2 separate regions of the Zea mays genome follow, and region 2 is linked to region 1. A link is a contact called in public Hi-C data. All regions are on one chromosome and are shown on one strand. The core of a region is the stretch at or near the end of the contact, and the rest is flanking DNA. Distances in the headings are between cores, read along the strand shown.

Region 1 (3,670 bases), core at 452-2,951:
GTGCCATATGGGGGCACTCGGGGGGTCCAAGCCACTTATCAGCGCCTGAAGAAGTTATTCTATTGGAGGGGTCTGAAAGTTGATGTGGAGGATTACGTGAATCAATGTCAGGTCTGCCAACATGCTAAGGTTGAAACACTTCATCCACCAGGGTTATTACAACCCCTACCTATGCCTCAAGGGGCGTGGCAAGAGATCACATTAGACTTCATTGAGAAACTTCCCAAATCTGAAGTGTACGACACGATCTTGGTGGTGGTTGATCGCTTTACAAAATATGCTCATTTCGTGGCTCTGAAACACCCTTTTACAGCAGCTAAGGCCGCTCAGGTGATGTTAGATCAAGTGTCAGACTTCATGGACTGCCCAAGTCGATGGTCAGTGACCGAGACAGGATATTCACCGGTGCTTTTTGGACTCACTTGTTCAAACTGCTGGGCACCAAGTTGAACTTGAGTAATGAGTACGTCCTATCATCCTCAATCCAATGGTCAGAGTGAGCGAGTTAACCAATGTGTGGAGATGTATCTTTGTTGTGCTGTCCATGCCCAACCTCAACGATGGAAGTCTTGGCTTTCGATTGTAGAATTCTGGTACAACTCGTCTTACCACACTACTCTGGGATGCTCACCCTTCAAAGCTCTTTATGGTTACGAACCACCATTTGCTGTCGCTCCGATGTTGACATCTGAAACTGACAAAGATGTGGCTACCTTGTTGTCTGAAAGAGCTGTGTTCACGACTCTTTCGCAGGAACAATTGGCTGCTGCGCGTAACCGTATGAAGATGCAGGCAGATAAGTTGCGTACTGAACGCCAGTTTTCAGTGGGCGACTTGGTTCTACTCAAGCTGTAGCCTTACATCCAGCAGTCAGTGGTGTCTCGACCATGTCCCAAACTTGCCTTCAGATTCTTCGAGCCATACAAAGTATTGGAGAAAGTGGCCTCTGTCGCTTATCGCTTGGAGTTACCCCCTACTGCTCAAATATACCATGTGTTCCATGTTTCTCAACTCAAGCCATTCACTCGCAATTATACGCCAGTGTTCACCACATTACCTCATTACCAGGATCTGGCTCAGCATGATGTGGTTCCTAAGGAAATTTTGGACCGACGTTTGGTGAAGAAGGGCGGCAGAGCTGTGCCACAGGTGCTTATTCTGAGTCATCTTTCTCCTGATTCAACGACCTGGGAGGATTTCTACGTGCTTCAGGAACGTTTTCCTCATTCCCTTGCTTAGGGACAAGCAAGCTCTCGGGAGGGGGCAACTGTCACGCCTGACGTCCAAGACACAAGTGACAGAGAAGACTGGAGAAGAAGAGGTGAGCGAAGGAGGTGGAAAGCTGTGAATCATTGTGTCGGGCGGGGAAGAGTGTCTATCAGGGTTGTGGGCCAGGGTGCGTATGAGAGTTGGGCCGGCCGCCTGTGGATGAGATATGGAATATCATAACAGAAAAACCACCTACCGTACTCGCGTTGTCTCTCCCGACGACGGCGATCGCGTGCTCACGTCCCGGTGTCCATCGCCGGTGGCCCGTGGCCACGCGTATAACAGCGAGGTGGCCAACATAGGAGGCATGCGTCTTGGAAAAGAGGATAGAGGAACGGTAGTGCCAACGACAACATCTACGCGTATAACAGCGAGGTGGCCAACATAGGAGGCACGCGTCTTGGAAAGAGGATAGAGGAACGGTAGTGCCAACGACAACATCTGGCACGCGTCTTGGAAAGAGGATAGAGGAACGGTAGTGCCAACGACAGCATCTAGCCAACATGTGTGCCCCCAACGAGCCTGTTGTTTGATGAAATGTCTGTGAAGAATGACGTCTCCTAGAATTAGTGCAAGCCAGAAAGTTCAAAAACTTTACAAACTCCATAGTGGAGCTACTCCACGGAGAGCTATAAAAGGTGGAGTGAATAGTCCCAAACACCCCCTAACTCCTCAAATTTCTAGAGATTTTCTAGAGCCAGAACTGTCTCAAACAGGGTCACAGGTGACGTTATTGAAACTTTTCCAATCCTAAAAATTATACTGCAAAATCCGGCAGATCCCCATGCCTGGAAATGGCCACTCTACGAATTCAGAATAAAAATTATGGAGAATGGCATCCAAACGCCCACGTCAAAATGCCCCTGGTAGCTTTTATAATGTACATACACCCAAGCACTATCATTCCCATGGAGGAGAGATCACCAAAATCTCATGGATCTAAGAGTTGTACAGTTCCTGTTGCTCCTTGAGGGAATTTTACAAGATCTAGATCGACTGTACATAAAAGCGTAAAGCCTAGACTCAACTTAGGATATGATACAGTGTTGGCCAACTAGTAAGTACTAAGACAGAGGCTGCGCTGGCTGGACAGAGCAGGAGCTGCTGAAAGAATTTGGATCCTTCAGAACCCTCCTAGAACAGCCAGTGCTTCTTCTTCGTCTTGCGGGTCAGGAGATCTGCAATGTGCAGAAAAGGAACTCATTTAGCACTAGTTTGGAAACTTAAATCCCCTCCCCGGGATTGAGGGGATGGAGGGGAAAATTAAGTTAATTTTCTCCTCAATCCTGGAGGCTCCGGGATTTAAGTTTCCAAACTAGGCCTTAGAATCTATTCAGAAACGAGGAATTATTACAGAAGATATAAGTACATTTGGTTAAAAATCAATGATGAAACATTTTTAAGTAAATTTATAATGATGTAAAGTTGCAATGCAAATCAGAGGTTCACCAAGTCTGCAAAATACTTACCGTCGATTCCATACAAGGAATTGTAGTGTACTTCACACCAGAAGCTTAGCCAAAGCTCTGCAAAAATGTGTACCATCACTGGGATTAGGTGGTAATGATTCCTGCAGAACCTAAATATACTATTGTGGTTTGCATCTTGCAATGGTTGAATGCAGAATTGTCTCAAGAGCAGAATAGATGCTGCAATGCTGGTGCCAGAGAAGTTCGATATGGAACCAAGCATCTGATAACTGAGCAGCAGGGTAGCCAAGCCCTTACCTTTTGTGGGAGTTAGATCCCTAGGGACTATCTCAATTAAACAGGTGTCTTTAAATGATGTCAGCAAACAAATTTTGGCACCAAACTGTGAGGATTTAAGATACATAAGGTGTTAGTTAATTTACAGTATACAGACATTAGATAATACTGATGCAGCAATGGCATAATTGATCAGAACAACATATCTCTACAGGAACATAAATGCAAATGAAAAGTTGACTAATCAACCAATGGCTCATGTTTGAAGTTTAACCTTCATAATTCAACGAATTATAACAGACAAAATTTTCCAGGACAAGGATTCCTAAACAAATTGACAGTACACACTTCATATCCACCGGGCTTTTTTTAGTATCATGACTAAGAGTTGGATTCATAGGGGAAAAGGGTCGTGTTGGTTAAGGTATAATAAGAATTAGGAAAAGATTAAGGTAATTTATGTATAAAAACATGCATTTAATTTACTCAAAGAAACCAATAAACCATCATGAAACTGAAAGTGCTATTTTACCCGATCTGCAGCTGCTTGTAAGGTCAGATGATCTCCCCATTCCCCAGATCTTCAGAAAAATGCATATGAGTATATGAATAACCCCAAAAGTAATCGAGCATCACTGTCTATAGTGAAAATGGTAAGAAACTCAGATCTGTTAGCAAACCTTTTCATTTTCTTC
Region 2 (3,670 bases), core at 817-3,316, 100 kb before region 1:
TCCTTTGCTCAGAGCATATCTATAAATATATTAAGGGTACACAAAATCTACAGTATTACACCAATGTGCATTCTGGCACTGTCAGCTTGAGTTTCTCAGCTTTTTAAATAGACTGCTAATGAAAGAACCCATTTTGATGAAAAATATATCAATTTGAGAGCTTTATAGAGAAGGGCAGGCCTAGTGCAGTGGTGACAGTTGTCTCACTGAGTCACCATATTGCGGGTTTGAAACAGCCTCTCCGCATTTGCCTTGGTTTATCCCTTTCTCAGACACCACTCATGTGGGAGCCTCCAGCACTGAGTCTGCCCTTTTGAGAGTTTTATAGAACCTACTGATAAAGGGGGGTAGAAAGGAAAAATAACTATTTTGCCATATTTCTGAGGGCGTCGGAGTATAAATATATATAGATCAAGCAATGATGATACATTGCATCATTGGAGCATGTACTTGCATAATGATATATACATTAACTAGTCAATAAGTAGAGTTGTAAACCATGGTAGGATACTCTCTTATCCCAAGAACACTATTATGATTTTCCATTGTGTACATATAGCAACTGTCTCTACTCCATGGAAAACATTCACCAACAAGTTTTAGGGCTGCTGTTGCCCCTGATGTAAATATACATTTGTAGTCCCTTGGAGATGCATTGAAGTATTTTAGGACCTGTGAGGATAAAGTTTGCATCATAAGCAAGAAAAGGCTGGTTGCAACTTCTCTCATGTGCATACAATTGTGTACAACGTTAGCACCATTTTACAGTTCTTTTGATCAGAGTGAAGCATGAAAACTATATCCATACTCCTTTTCAACTTCAATTATATGTAATTGAGTATTTCTAGTTTAGAACATATGCTGAAATAGACATGTAAATAGTTGTTGTGACTTGTTAGCATAATATCAGTAACGGATGCCAATCACTAGCATTGGCTTTCTTAAACGAACTGCTGCAGTGCTAGCTGATTTTCAAAAAGAAAAAAGAAGTTCCATAATGGAAAATACAAACATAAGAAATGATAGGTCCATTTTTTTATAATATGCAGTACCTGATGCCGCACAGAAGTAACAGCATCGATTGTAGCCATGCTTGAATCGTTCTGGCTATCTTAAGGCATGTCAAAGAACACAACCACAATAAATTTTAAAAGGAAATGCATATCAACGAAAGAACAATCTCTTGTGAACAGACCTCCCAAATTTAAGGATACGAGGATTCCCATAGACATTAGACATAAGGTCTCTAGCAACATCCGTCATCTGTGCCTCTGAGTACAGTGTCGCACCAGCATGGTCCAGGTAAACCATCCCTGCTCCTCAAAACAAACACATCTTTAGAAACTAGCAAAGTAGCAAGCTGCAAACTTCTATACATGTTAAGCTTAAAATTATCCTCTTAACGAAATACATTCTCAGTCACGTCGTCAAAATTGACATAACTCCTCTTAGCCACATCAACAAAGCTCAAACTTCCTAATAAAAGAAGGTCGCGGAATGAATTTAGGAGATCGCGAAATCACACCTTCCAGGCGCTTGAACTCGGCGGCCCGCAGCTCGTCGATGCCCCTAGGCGCGTCCGGGTAACCGTAGTCCCCACCGAACTGCTTCAAGAACTCCGCCTTGCTCTGGCCCATCTCTCTCTCTCTCCCGCAACTCCCCAAATGGCAATCAAGTTATCAAATATCAATCCGACCCAAACGGATAAGATTACGCTCCAAAAGAACTTGGAGAGGAGCAATTCTTATTGCTGTCCCTGGAATTAAGTGCTACCGAGAATGGAGGTGATCACCAAATCGGGTTCTGAATTGGTTGGGATCGTGTTTCAGTTTCTCCGCTCGTGCTGGACGATAACCATACGGCGTGGGGCAAGAAAGCCAGTAGCGTGGAATCTCTTGACGGCTAGGGACCAGCGGGCGGGAGGTAGAACTGTGGAAGGCTCGAAGAGAAGAAGATGCGTAAGAGCTCGCGCAAGCAACGCAATATTCCACACCACCTCCACGGTCAATGGAGCGGCCATAGGCCATAGGGCATAGGGGAGCTTCCGTTTTCTGCAAGCGTCAGCGATGACGTGGGGAGGAGACCGAATACACTCTTGCCCCACCGCTTCTGTCTGCATGGGCCGGTCTGGGCCAAACTCGTGGCAGGTGGCCATGTAGGCCCCCAGACCTAAGCATGGCACGTAGATACGTTGTGCTATGGCCCAAGTAAAGGGGTGTTTAAAATTGCTCCAATTCTAGCTCCAATACAAAACTATAGTTTATAATTTTTTTGATAAAAGAATATTTTATTAATAACTTTAAGCACGTTACATCTAGAGATAAAGCCTTTAAAATTTCTTTCGGTCTCTACTTAAAAAGCACACAACTTTGAAACAAATAAACTTGATAACTCACATACTCTAATAATAATCAATCTGAAGACTAGACCGCCACATATGTATCCGTGGGAAAGTCATTTGTCAGACGCATCAAGTATTGTGTAGCCTCCACAACCATAGGTCGCAACTCCGCATTCTGGAAAATAGCCCATATTCGAGGCCAATGAGCAATGATATGGATAACCTGCGAGGGAGAAGAATTAGTTTCCTTTTCAAAGACAATATCATTCATGTGTAACCAAAGAGACCAACATGTTGTAGCACCACCAAGTAAGATTATCTTTCTAATATTTCTATCAAAGTCACTAAGCCAGGTACCAAACAAATTGGAGACATTAAACGGTTTAGATATCGTGAAGGGCATGTGAATTAAAGCCCATGTCATATGAGCAAACCAACAATAAAAAATAAGTGTTGAATTATCTCTTCTTCATTACAAAAGCAACATATTTTGTTTCCTTGCCAGTTGCGGCTTGCTAAATTATCATTTGTTAGTATCACTCCCCTCCTAAGATACTACAAAAAGATTTTGATCTTAAGTGGGGCTTTTATATTCCACATGCTTTTATTTAAATTTGGTACCTCACGCCTAATCAATGCTTGATAATGTGACTTTGCATAGAATTGTCCTCACGGGGACAATGTCCAAGTAGAAGGCGTCCACATCTCATGTTAGGTGAATGTTAGTGATGCGTGAAAGTAATTCATTCCATGCCACCAATCTAGACCCAAACAAAGTTCGTCTCCAAAAGATGTTAGCTTATGTTGTCGGCAATGGTTACGTGCTTCTTTCTAGTTATACTATATAACACAGAGTATTGGTCTTTTAGAGCATTTGTTCCAAACCATGTATCTTCCTAGAACATCACATGCGATCCATTATTAGTCTTGAAGGTTCCAAAGCGAAAAAAGTATTGCTTCATCTTCATCAAACAAAAAAATGTGAGTCTTCTAATTTCCATGCCGCTTGGGCAAGTGGTTTCGAGCCCAAATATTTATTTTTTAAAATTGGTGTCAAGTTCCCTCTTATGTTAATAATCTAAATAACCATTTACTCAGTAAGGCTATGTTAATATTCAAATCATGGATCCGAAGGCCTCCTTGATTCTTAGGTTGGCATAGGATACTCGATCTCACAAGGCAATATTTTCTTTTATTCTTGTCACCTTGCTAGTAGAAACGAGAGCTAAAATAATATAGTTTTCTAAGAACGCCTATGGGAACCGCAAGAAAAAGACATCATATACATTGGAAGGCTTATGAGAATTGAATTAATCAATGTCAATCTTG

What was found. Hi-C and Micro-C count contacts between places; a contact is called where the count stands out from the background.
Region 2: a contact with region 1 is called in a Hi-C map of ear, with 3 times the contacts expected there. The contact joins the promoter of LOC103638882 here to the enhancer-like site in region 1. A contact is called at or near these places in 4 of 25 Hi-C or Micro-C datasets (ear, endosperm, tassel and 1 more).

The regions. Positions count from the first base shown.
Region 1 is chr9:115,682,607-115,686,276 of Zm-B73-REFERENCE-NAM-5.0, reverse strand. LOC100383706 reads right to left here. Exons shown (of 10, transcript NM_001176343.1): 6 at 3,656-3,670; 7 at 3,508-3,556; 8 at 2,997-3,081; 9 at 2,739-2,795; 10 at 2,120-2,447. The coding sequence ends at 2,404. Among protein-coding and RNA genes, the nearest start is that of LOC100383706, 9.9 kb to the right of the region's middle. Within about 2 kb of position 1,701, at least 17 of the 20 cell types and tissues checked have an H3K27ac peak or open chromatin away from gene starts, as enhancers often do. A contact at or near this core is called in ear and tassel, where this site is marked.
Region 2 is chr9:115,784,100-115,787,769 of Zm-B73-REFERENCE-NAM-5.0, reverse strand. It overlaps LOC103638882 (molybdenum cofactor sulfurase), which reads right to left and starts at 2,066. Exons shown (of 22, transcript XM_020544069.3): 1 at 1,526-2,066; 2 at 1,215-1,313; 3 at 1,053-1,111; 4 at 512-672; 5 at 1-19. The coding sequence starts at 1,637.